Regions from separate parts of the Pan troglodytes genome. Here region 1 is linked to region 2. A link is a contact called in public HiChIP or PLAC-seq data. All regions are on one chromosome and are shown on one strand. The core of a region is the stretch at or near the end of the contact, and the rest is flanking DNA. Distances in the headings are between cores, read along the strand shown.

The links. HiChIP or PLAC-seq counts read pairs in DNA pulled down with a chosen protein or histone mark.
Region 1: an H3K4me3 HiChIP or PLAC-seq map of stem cell-derived excitatory neurons shows a contact between it and region 2, with 6 times the contacts expected there. The contact joins the promoter of TXNRD1 here to the promoter of NFYB in region 2. A contact is called at or near these places in 1 of 7 Hi-C or Micro-C datasets (stem cell-derived neural progenitor cells) and 1 of 1 datasets of contacts at active chromatin or transcription factors (stem cell-derived excitatory neurons).

The regions. Positions count from the first base shown.
Region 1 is chr10:111,094,789-111,099,549 of NHGRI_mPanTro3-v2.0_pri, reverse strand. It overlaps TXNRD1 (thioredoxin reductase 1), which reads right to left and starts at 2,252. Exons shown (of 15, transcript NM_001122669.2): 1 at 2,102-2,252; 2 at 176-285.
Region 2 is chr10:110,944,934-110,949,736 of NHGRI_mPanTro3-v2.0_pri, reverse strand. NFYB (nuclear transcription factor Y subunit beta) reads left to right here and starts at 2,201. Exons shown (of 6, transcript XM_054664631.2): 1 at 2,201-2,341.

The DNA of each region.
Region 1 (4,761 bases), core at 1,003-3,502, 150 kb before region 2:
GTCTCATCAACTTCGATTAACACATGCGCTAGCCCACGAGCGTTTTTTCGTCATTTCCCAGCGCTGCGTCCCGTTTGGAGGGTCACATCCACGCTGGCTTTAAAAGGCAGGCTGTGACCACGCTGAGCTCAACCAGCTCATCCCCCGTTTAAAAAGATACGTTACTCTCTCCTACCTTCAAGGTTGGACCATGGCCGCCTATCTTTCTCTGTTTCACAAACACAACGGGCAGATCGGTTTCCGCGGCCAATTCCGAGAGCGTTCCTTCCAGGGCCCGACCGTCCTCTGTGTGGCACAAAAGCAGAGCGGAGCGTGTAAGGTGCTTCTCCCCCGCTAACAGGCGGGAACTGCGCAGGGGGCGGGGCTTCCGTCCCGGCCCCGCAGGCACCGCGTGCCCTCTGTTGACTCCCTTGCAAGTTAGCATGACTTGCTGCATTTCTGACAAAGGCTAGAACTCACAATCAAGCTTGGAGTCTGACCCCGGCAAATCCGCACACTGGCTGAAAACATGGCCTCAAGGCTAGCTGTAAACGTCAGAGTTGTAGTCAGGGTTAAATCATTGCACTACTCCGCTAAAATTAAACGTCCTACTTTCCCGGTAAATCCCCAATTCAGAAAAGCTTCAAAAAAGAAGCTTAATACACGTTTATCTCAACTTTCACAAAACACCTCCCAGTTTGATCTTGCTTTCAACTCTGCATCTATACTGAATGCCAAAATCCAACTTCCAACGTTTCCTTGACATTTGAAACCGTGGAGCAAAATTAAGAACACTCTGCCTACCTGGTGCATTCTTAAAAAGAATCCTGAAGCAATACACAACGCTACAGATGAAACTAGGCACTAATGGTAAAATTTCACAAAGGGGTGAACTCAGTGGAACATACAGATTCCACAGTTACACTGACATGAGGCCTATTCATTAGACATAAATCACGCCAACATTCAAAAGTATAGCTGCTTATTTGGGAGGCCGAGGCGGGTGGATCATGAGGTCAGGAGTTCAAGACCAGCCTGGCCAAGATGGTGAAACCCTGTCTCTACTAAAAATACAAAAATTAGCCGGGCGCGGTGGCAGGTGCCTGTAATCCCAGCTACTCAGGAGGCTGAGGCAGGAGAATCGCTTGAACCCAGGGGGCGAAGGTTGCAGTGAGCCCAGATCGTGCCACTGCACTCCAGCCTGGGCGACAGAATGAGACTCCGTCTCAAAAAACAAACAAACAAAAAAACCAACAAAAAACAAAAAACAAAGTATAGCTGCTTAATTGTAATAATAGTAGCTAACATGTCTATACTGCTTCACATATATTTACATTTCAACTTCACAACCACTCTACAAGTAAGTATTACCAGGCCCAACTTACAGAGAGGGAAACAGGTACAGAAAAGCTAAGAAACTTGTCCAAGCTCAAGGAGCTACTCAAAAGCAGCGGCAGGATTCAAACCCAGGCAATGTGGTCGACGCGTTTAATCACTATCCTGTACTGCCTGAGAGAGTGAGGAAGCCCTGGGGTCGTCGTCGCCGCCCCATTTAATAGTCTGTGTCCAGCTGGGCACGCCACTTGATCTTTCTGAGCCTTGCTTTCCCCACTTGTAAAAACATGGAGACCCCATGTGTTTTGCCAACGTCTCAGGATTTCTGAGGATTAAATGGTGTGAAAATTCCTAGAGAAGCATTCTTACATAGTTATACTTTCTTAATGTTCTCAAGGATCTGTCAGTCCACTCAACACATTGTCATCTACATTTCAAGACTCGGACTCTGTAAGAAACGATACAATACCCATTTTCTCCGCTGTTCTGCAAACTGTCTCTACAAAGACCAAGAGGAAGGAAACCGCCAGCCTACAGGCGCCGGCCTCACCTACCACATGCTGAAGCTTTGTGTGACTGGGTCGAAACCGCACACGCCACGAAGCTGCCTGGGTTTGGAAAAGCCTCCCCGTCTGCTCAGACACGCCTTAAAATATCTTCCCTTCCCGGAGACGCACACTGCTGCACCCAGGCGCAATGCTGTCTTCCCCGCCGGCAGGCCGTCCCCCCGCGTGCTCCCATCCCTGGGCTCGCGGCTTTGTCTGGTTTCACCCGACGCAGAGCTTACAAGAATTTGAGAATGATGAAGACATCAGGCCCTCCTTCAGGACTCGACCACCTTTCGCTCTGCTGCAAATGCCGGAGTGAAGAAAACTGAGGTGAAACGGTTGCTGTTTCCTAATGGCTACGAGAAGCCACGCCCTGCGCCGAGCGGGCGGGGTAACTGCCAGAGTCAGAATGACAAAGCAGAAATCCACTCCTCGTGCAGCCCTGGCAACCTATGCTAATTGGCCTAGTAAGCTGAGAGCTCCTAATTGGGTGACACCACATCCTCTGCCTGCTCATAGCCGCCCCCAACCTAAGAACAGAGCAAAAACAATTTAAGGCAATTCTGGAACCAAATTTGGAATAAGTGTGTTTTTACTGAAGAAATTAGACTACGCCCTAAGGCAGTAGCTACAGAACTTTGCTAGCTGTTGTCATCACGTGAGGGTCTTTAGAATCCTGGTGCCTGGCTCCCACCCCTAGACATTCTGATGTCATTGGTGTGGAGTGTGACCTGGGCCTCTGCGTTTAAAAAAAAAAAAAAAAAAAAAAAAAAACTCCAAAGGTGATTCGAGTTGGCAGCAAAGTTTGGGACCCACTGCCTTAAGGTCATGGATTAGTCAGTTTGGCAGTTCCCTAAAGGAAGTTATTAGGCTTTTGAAAAGAAATGTCTAGTTCATCCTGACTAATCCTGAAAAGAAATGACAAATTCTTAGGAACACACCTAACTTCCCCTGAGAGCACCTCTTCCTTATCAGATTCTAAGTTTGGTATTTATTGTTTTTTTTAAGAAAAACTCAGAGTGTCTTTTAACTCCAGCTGCACCCAGCCACCTGCAGCTACTAAGGTGAGCCATGCTCTCTCATGCTTCCCTGCTCTTACTCATGTTCTTATTCAGCACTGTGCACTAGCAGGCTATGAATATTTGCTGAATAAATACATAATAACTGAATGAAGGAAGGAATGAATGTCTTTCCCACTTCTTTGATAATGCCAGATTGAAGCAGTCTCAGGTGAGAGCGTTGCGGGCTCCTAACAGCCAGTAGAAGCCACACTCCCTCTAAACAAACAGGCAACCACTGCCAGGTCCTGCCAGGCCCTTCCAAGGTGAAACTCAGAGGCTTGATTTAGCTTCTTCACCCTCTAAATGGGCACACACACACACTACACACACTAACTTGACACTTCCCCTATAAGGTGATTATTGACATGAGTGTTTGATTATTGACATGAGTGTTTCACCTGATTCTGGAGTCCCTAGAACAGAGAATGGATCTAGTACATGGGTGTTGAGGAAACAATGTGATTTAAGGAGGAAAGAAGGAAAAACATGAAAAGACTGGGTCTAAGGGAGAACACAAAACATTTACTCCTGGCTCCCAAGCCAAGTTCTGTATTAATCATTTTATATGCCTTTATCTCATTTAGTCTACCCAATGACCCATGAACCAGGGTCATAAACTCCTCATTCTTAGAAATATATTGAAAATACACCTTATTTCAAAAGCATGACTTAGGACACAGAAGGATCATTTAACTTGAAATAATGTACTAAAAGCAAGTAATAAGGATTGATTTGAAGAGGCTTGCCATTAAAAGCATCTTGTATAGACAGCTCAGAGTGATTATAATTAATATTTTCTAACGGCATTCCAAAACAGGCTAGATAAGGCATTTTAACTTCACATTGTTCCTAAGTGAGCAAATTATAGCAAAGATGCCCAGAGTAGCACCATGTAGTTATTTTTCTTTAAATTAAAATCACCATTTTAAAACCATCTTCTTTTCTTTCAAATCCTTCTTGCTGCTGTTAATAGCCCAGATGCCTTACCCTTGTCGTGAATTCTAGAGGAAAAACTCCTTAGTTCTATTTAGTTGCTGGTTAACGGAAGAAGAACCTCATCTTCTTCCACCATTTCTCACCATGCAGCAATTTATTTATTTATTTGTTTGTTTGTTTGTTTGACAGTCTCTTGCTCTGTTGCTGTGGCTGGAGTGCAGTGGCGCATCTCAGCTCACTGCAACCTCCACCTCCCTGCTTCCAGCGATTCTCATGCCTCAGCCTCCCAAGTAGCTGGGACTACAGGCATGCACCACCACACCTGGCTAATTTTTTGTATTTTTAGTAGAAATGGGGTTTCAACACGTTGGCCAGGATGGTCAAACTCCTAGCCTCAAGGGATCCGTCTGCTTCAGCCTCCCAAAGTGCTGGGATTACAGGTGTGAGCCACCGTGCCTGGCCGTAGCAAATCATAAACATAAAATGTTTTAATCATACATTTTGCATCTCTTGACTGGGCTCATTCTTCCTTTTCAGAATTATCTTCCCTCCCTAAGGGCCTAGTCCTTCAAAGCTCATCTGAAATGTCACCTCCTCTGGGAGTCTTCCTGGATTTTCACCCAGTGTTAATTGCTCCTTCCCTCTTCTTTGTCCCCCAAATACCTAATAATAATTACAAATCTTCTACAAGAGCTTTGGATAGGCAAACCTTTGTTTATTTTGTCTTTACAGAACCTGGTATATAGTAGGTACTCAGAAAATGCTGGAAATAGACCTCTCTATGTTCCTGAACTGTCATCTAAGCTACAACAAATTTATGCAGGTGTTTGATAAAGGCTCCTATTGTATTAAACTACTGTTCTACCTATAATAAGCCTTTCTCTCATACACACACACACACA
Region 2 (4,803 bases), core at 952-3,451:
AGTTCTGGCTCCTCAGGGTAAGGAGAGTGATTCATTCACCTTTGTAGCCCTTGGGCTCCTAGTACAATGCCTGCAGAATGTAGGAGCTGATATTACCTTTTAGTGGAATTTGAATTAAGCACGTAGTTTAGATCCACAGTACTGAAATGATAAACTATTAACTCAGAAAAGTAGTCATCTTCACATCTTTTGGTTCACCATCCAGAATTGGGAGAAGGATTAGTCATCTTTCTCCCAATTCTTTTTTTTTTTTTTTTTTTCTTTTTTGAGACAGAGTTTCATTCTTGTCGCCCAGGCTGGAGTGCAATGGCGCGATCTCGGCTCACCGCAACCTCCGCCTCCTGGGTTCAAGTGATTCTCCTGTCTCAGCCTCTCGAGTAGCTGGGATTACAGGCATGCGCCACCACGCCCGGCTAATTTTGTATTTTTTAGTACAGACGGGGTTTCTCCATGTTGGTCAGGCTGGTCTCGAACTCCCGACCTCAGGTGATCGGCCTGCCTTGGCTTCCCAAAGTGCTGGGATTACAGGCGTGAGCCACCATGCCCAGCCCCTTCTCCCAATTCTATTACTTTATATTTCCTGCCTTTGAACCTTTGAACACATCATTTCACTCCTTAATCTCCACTTTATGGGTAAGCATAGAGAAAGGGAGAAATTAAACTCAGGCCAATTTTTTCTTTTTTCTTTTTTTTAAGCAAATAACACCTTTTAAATGTTTGATGGAGATTGAAGAAATTCATGCTATATAAAGATCTTAGGATAACTTTTTTTTTTTTTTTGAGATGGAGTCTTGCTGTGTCACCTAGGCTGGAGTGCAATGGTGTGATCTCGGCTCACTGCAACCTCTGCCTCCCGGGTTCAAGCGATTCTCCTGCCTCAGCCTCCTGAGTAGTTGGGATTACAGGCGCCCACCACCACGCCCGGCTAATTTTTGTATTTTTAGTAGAGACCGGGTTTCGCCATGTTAGTCAGGCTGGTCTCGAACTCCTGACCTCAGATGATCGGCCTGCTTCGGCCTCCCAAAGTGCTGGGATAACTTTTTTTTTTTTTTAAAGGGCTTTCTATGTATACATTATCCCAAACAACCCTGAGAAGCAGACATTTGGCCAAGATCACAAGCCAGTAAGAAGGGGGGTTGGAATTCAAGTCAGGTTGTCTGATGACAGTGGCATTGCTACTTACTCCTCTTGTCACAATTTGGGGCTTTCATTTGTCTTTTCTTCCATACTTGCCGCAGAAATGTTTAAATACTCTGAGAAACAGTAGGAACTCTATAAATAAAAGATCTCTGTATTTTTACATAATCAAAGCTGGAGAGTTTAATGTGGTGCAGGCCACTCGGTTAGTGGAAGCAGAGGGCATGCCATCCCCAGCTCCGGTTGCAGTGAGTGGATCCAGTGTTGGATTACCCACCTCTGGGATGGTCACTGCTAAGCGAAGCTGGACTCAGGACTGCAGTTTGAGAAAGACAGCGAAGGAGCTTGGCTGCACAGAGGCAAGAACGGGCCACGGATTCTTGCAGCCAAAATGTCATCTGGTTGGGAAAAGCCGCTTGTCAATCTGCAGCTACTAGAGGGGTGGGGGTGGGTGGAAAATGCAGCATCTTAAGTTCAAGATTCAGGGTGAAGGCTGGCTAGACTTAGCAGGGGTCTGCATCTTTAGATGAAATGTGAAAAACACCCAAGCTCAGGGACCAAATGACAGGGAGCGCTGTGCATGCGGCGACGCTAACAGGGACCCAAGGAAAGAAAACACGAGGCGCTGAAGGCGCTCCAGGAGGCCCCCGCCGTTCAGACCCTCCCGGTGGCTCAGGCGCGTCGTCCTAGGGGGCGGCTTCTGTCCTTGGTTTCCCCTTCTTAAAAATCCAGGCGCAGGCAGGCTGAGCTCAGGCGGCTGAGGCACCTCCACGTGGCGGGGGAAGGGGTGACAAAGAGAGGGACGCCCGAGAGATCCCGCTTCGCACAGGCCCGGGTCAGCACCGGGAAGGAGGCCCGCCTAGACCCGAACGGCGCGCCCGGGTAGCGCCCTGGAAGACCTCGCGCCTAGAAGAGCGGCATACGGAGCGACGCGGCGGCCTCACAGGAACGCGGGACTGGGCCGGGGGCGGGGCGGGGGTGGGGCGGGGCCGGGGGTGGGGCGGGGCGGGGCGGGGCCGCGGCGGGCGGGCGCGCGGGCGGCGCGGAGGGAGGGTGTCGCGCCGAGGGAAGCGGCCCGCGGCGGAGGGAGGGGAGGCCGAGTCCTGGAAGCGGAGCTCCGCGCTGGGACTGGTTCCTTCGCAGCCATTTTCTGTCCAACCAAACAGCCGATTGGAGACGGGAGCCAACCAGGGCTGCATTGGAGGTTTGTGTCTCGCTTCGGCCAATGATCGCTCCTAAACCGACTCCACTTTAGCTCGAATGAAATGTCCGTCTCCTCCCGGCGCCGTCCCCGCCGCCAACGCCGCCGCGGCCGGGGGCACTCGCCTCCCGCCCTCCCGCGCGGGCCGAGGCCGGGGCCCGCGCCTGCGAGGCCGCTCCCGCAGCGGGCCGGGCCGGGGAGCGGGCGCGGGGCCGCGGCGCGGCTCTTTGTGCGCCGGGCAGAGGAGCGGCGGGACGCGGGCCAGGCCACCTTACCCTCGCCGCCGTTGAGCTCCGGGCCCGGGGCCGAGGAGGGGCCGCGGGGCTGCGTCGGGGCCCCGCGCTCGACGGCGTCCCGGGCCGGCTCCATTTTGTGCGGGGAGCCGGCCGAGGGGCGGGAGACGCGGCCCGGGCCCTGGCCCCGTAGCCCCGGCCGCGGCGCGAGTCCCCGGGGGCGCCCCCCTCCCGCCCGCGGGGCTGTGGCGGGGCCCGGCGCTTTGTCTGCCCGCACATCCCGGGGGCCGCGCGGCGGGTGGGAGGCAGGCGTTGGGCGCGGGGCCGGGGCGGCCGGGCGAGTCAGGGGATGAGCTCTGGGGGCCTGCCTCCTGGCACTCGCAGGGCTGACAGGTCGCCGGGACCGGGCCGTGGGGCCGGGGCCACCCAGGCACCTGCGTGGGGAGGAAGGCATGGCTTTAGCTTCCCCGCAGCCTGGTTTGCGCGTAAAGAATGCAGCCATCTGGCGGCTTGCGGTCCCTGGACTTGCCCCGAAGGTGGGAAGGAAGCCCTTCGGATTGGACTAAGGTTTTAATCATTAGTGGTGGGAGGCGGGAGGATATGCAGGGCCTTAAGGAACGGTAGTCTTAGAGAACAAAGAATTACAGAGCACCCACAAATCGTAATCTCGCCCAAAGCACTCTAACAGGATAATTTAAACAAGGTTAGGTAGCCTGCGACCTTTAAAAAAAATGGCATCCCACTAACCCGCATGGACCCCATAGTTGCGTGGTTCGTGCTACAAATCACTGGGGTGGTTTCATCTCTCTTAGTATGGAAACTAATCAGCAACATAAAGTGATGAAAGCAAAAGGATCAATATCAGTGGCACTAATCAGTGGGGGTTTTATTTGTAAAGTATTGAAAGTTTAACCAAAATTCCTTAAAAGGCAAATTATTCCTTCCCTGCATTGCTCTTGTATCTTAATTTAAGGATTACTGTATATTGATGCAAAACTCTGGTTGTTGATGCCAAAGAATGGAGGGTGGAGGAAGGGACTACTGCTTTTCTTGGATACAAATTTGCATTTCTTAAAACATTAAACAGATGTATGCATTCCCTTGAGCTTTTACATATATCAACCTGCCCTTAAGAAAATATATACCATATGAGGTGACAGTGTTTTTCTTTAATGTACTGAGTCTAAATATATACTGAATCAACTATTTGGGTGAGTGAGTGTGGTGTGGTATGACTCCCTGCCCACACCCCCCTCCCCCATTCCAAGCAAAATACATAAATATAGCTCCCATGTTTTAAGTGTTCTGAGGGCTTATTTTTTCAAAGACACTCTTTAAAAAATAACACTTCTCGTTACAAGGAAGGACTTTTCTGAGCAGTTTTGGGGTTAGAGGATACTATTAATATTTGAAAAGAAATTATAAATTACTTTTAATATTATAGCAAACGTCAAGCAGTTTTTGCTACCTGGACCCTTTTAGTGGCATTAAAAACTTTCAATTCAGTGGCTACAATTTTTTCTGCTGTTTGCTAGATTTCATGCTTGGATGCGTATCAGTATATCTTCTCCCTTTAAAATTAACACTGAAAGGATGTGTTTTTGTTTTGGCATCCTACCCCTCCCCCATTTAATTGTTTCCTTTGAGAAAGAATGGAGCAAATGAGGAATGAAACTTGTAACACAGCAATTGGTACTAATTTGTTCAGCTATTTATGCCTTACAGTGAGACTGAAGTGCTATTTCGATGCAATTTTAGTCAAAAATGGTGGTGCTTCAAAATTATAAATAAGGGTCTTGATTGTGTTGCTTTTTTGATATCTTCTCAGTGCAGAATGTATCTTCATTACAGTATAATCTGAGATTCTTAATTGAAAAGCATTATATTCTCAGATAATTTTTTCCTCCTCTTGAGCTATAGAATGCCTAAATGTTACTCTGAAACATTTAAGAAAACCATCACCAAAAAATTAAGTTGATAAGGGGTGTGTTTGCATCTTGAGTGTTAATGTTTTCAGTAATTTAGATGTATAATTTTTGGTCTCTTGCATATTATATAATTTGGTCGCTATTTGGTGTATTGTAATGAATGTTTATGATGAATATGGCTAAATTCAGGGTTATGTTGGAAAATCCATTTTCTCCTTTCCCCATGGAATTAACTTGTTTTTAAGTTCTCCAAAATAAATCTTACAAGTCAACAAACATTTATTGGATGCCTTTTTATACTATT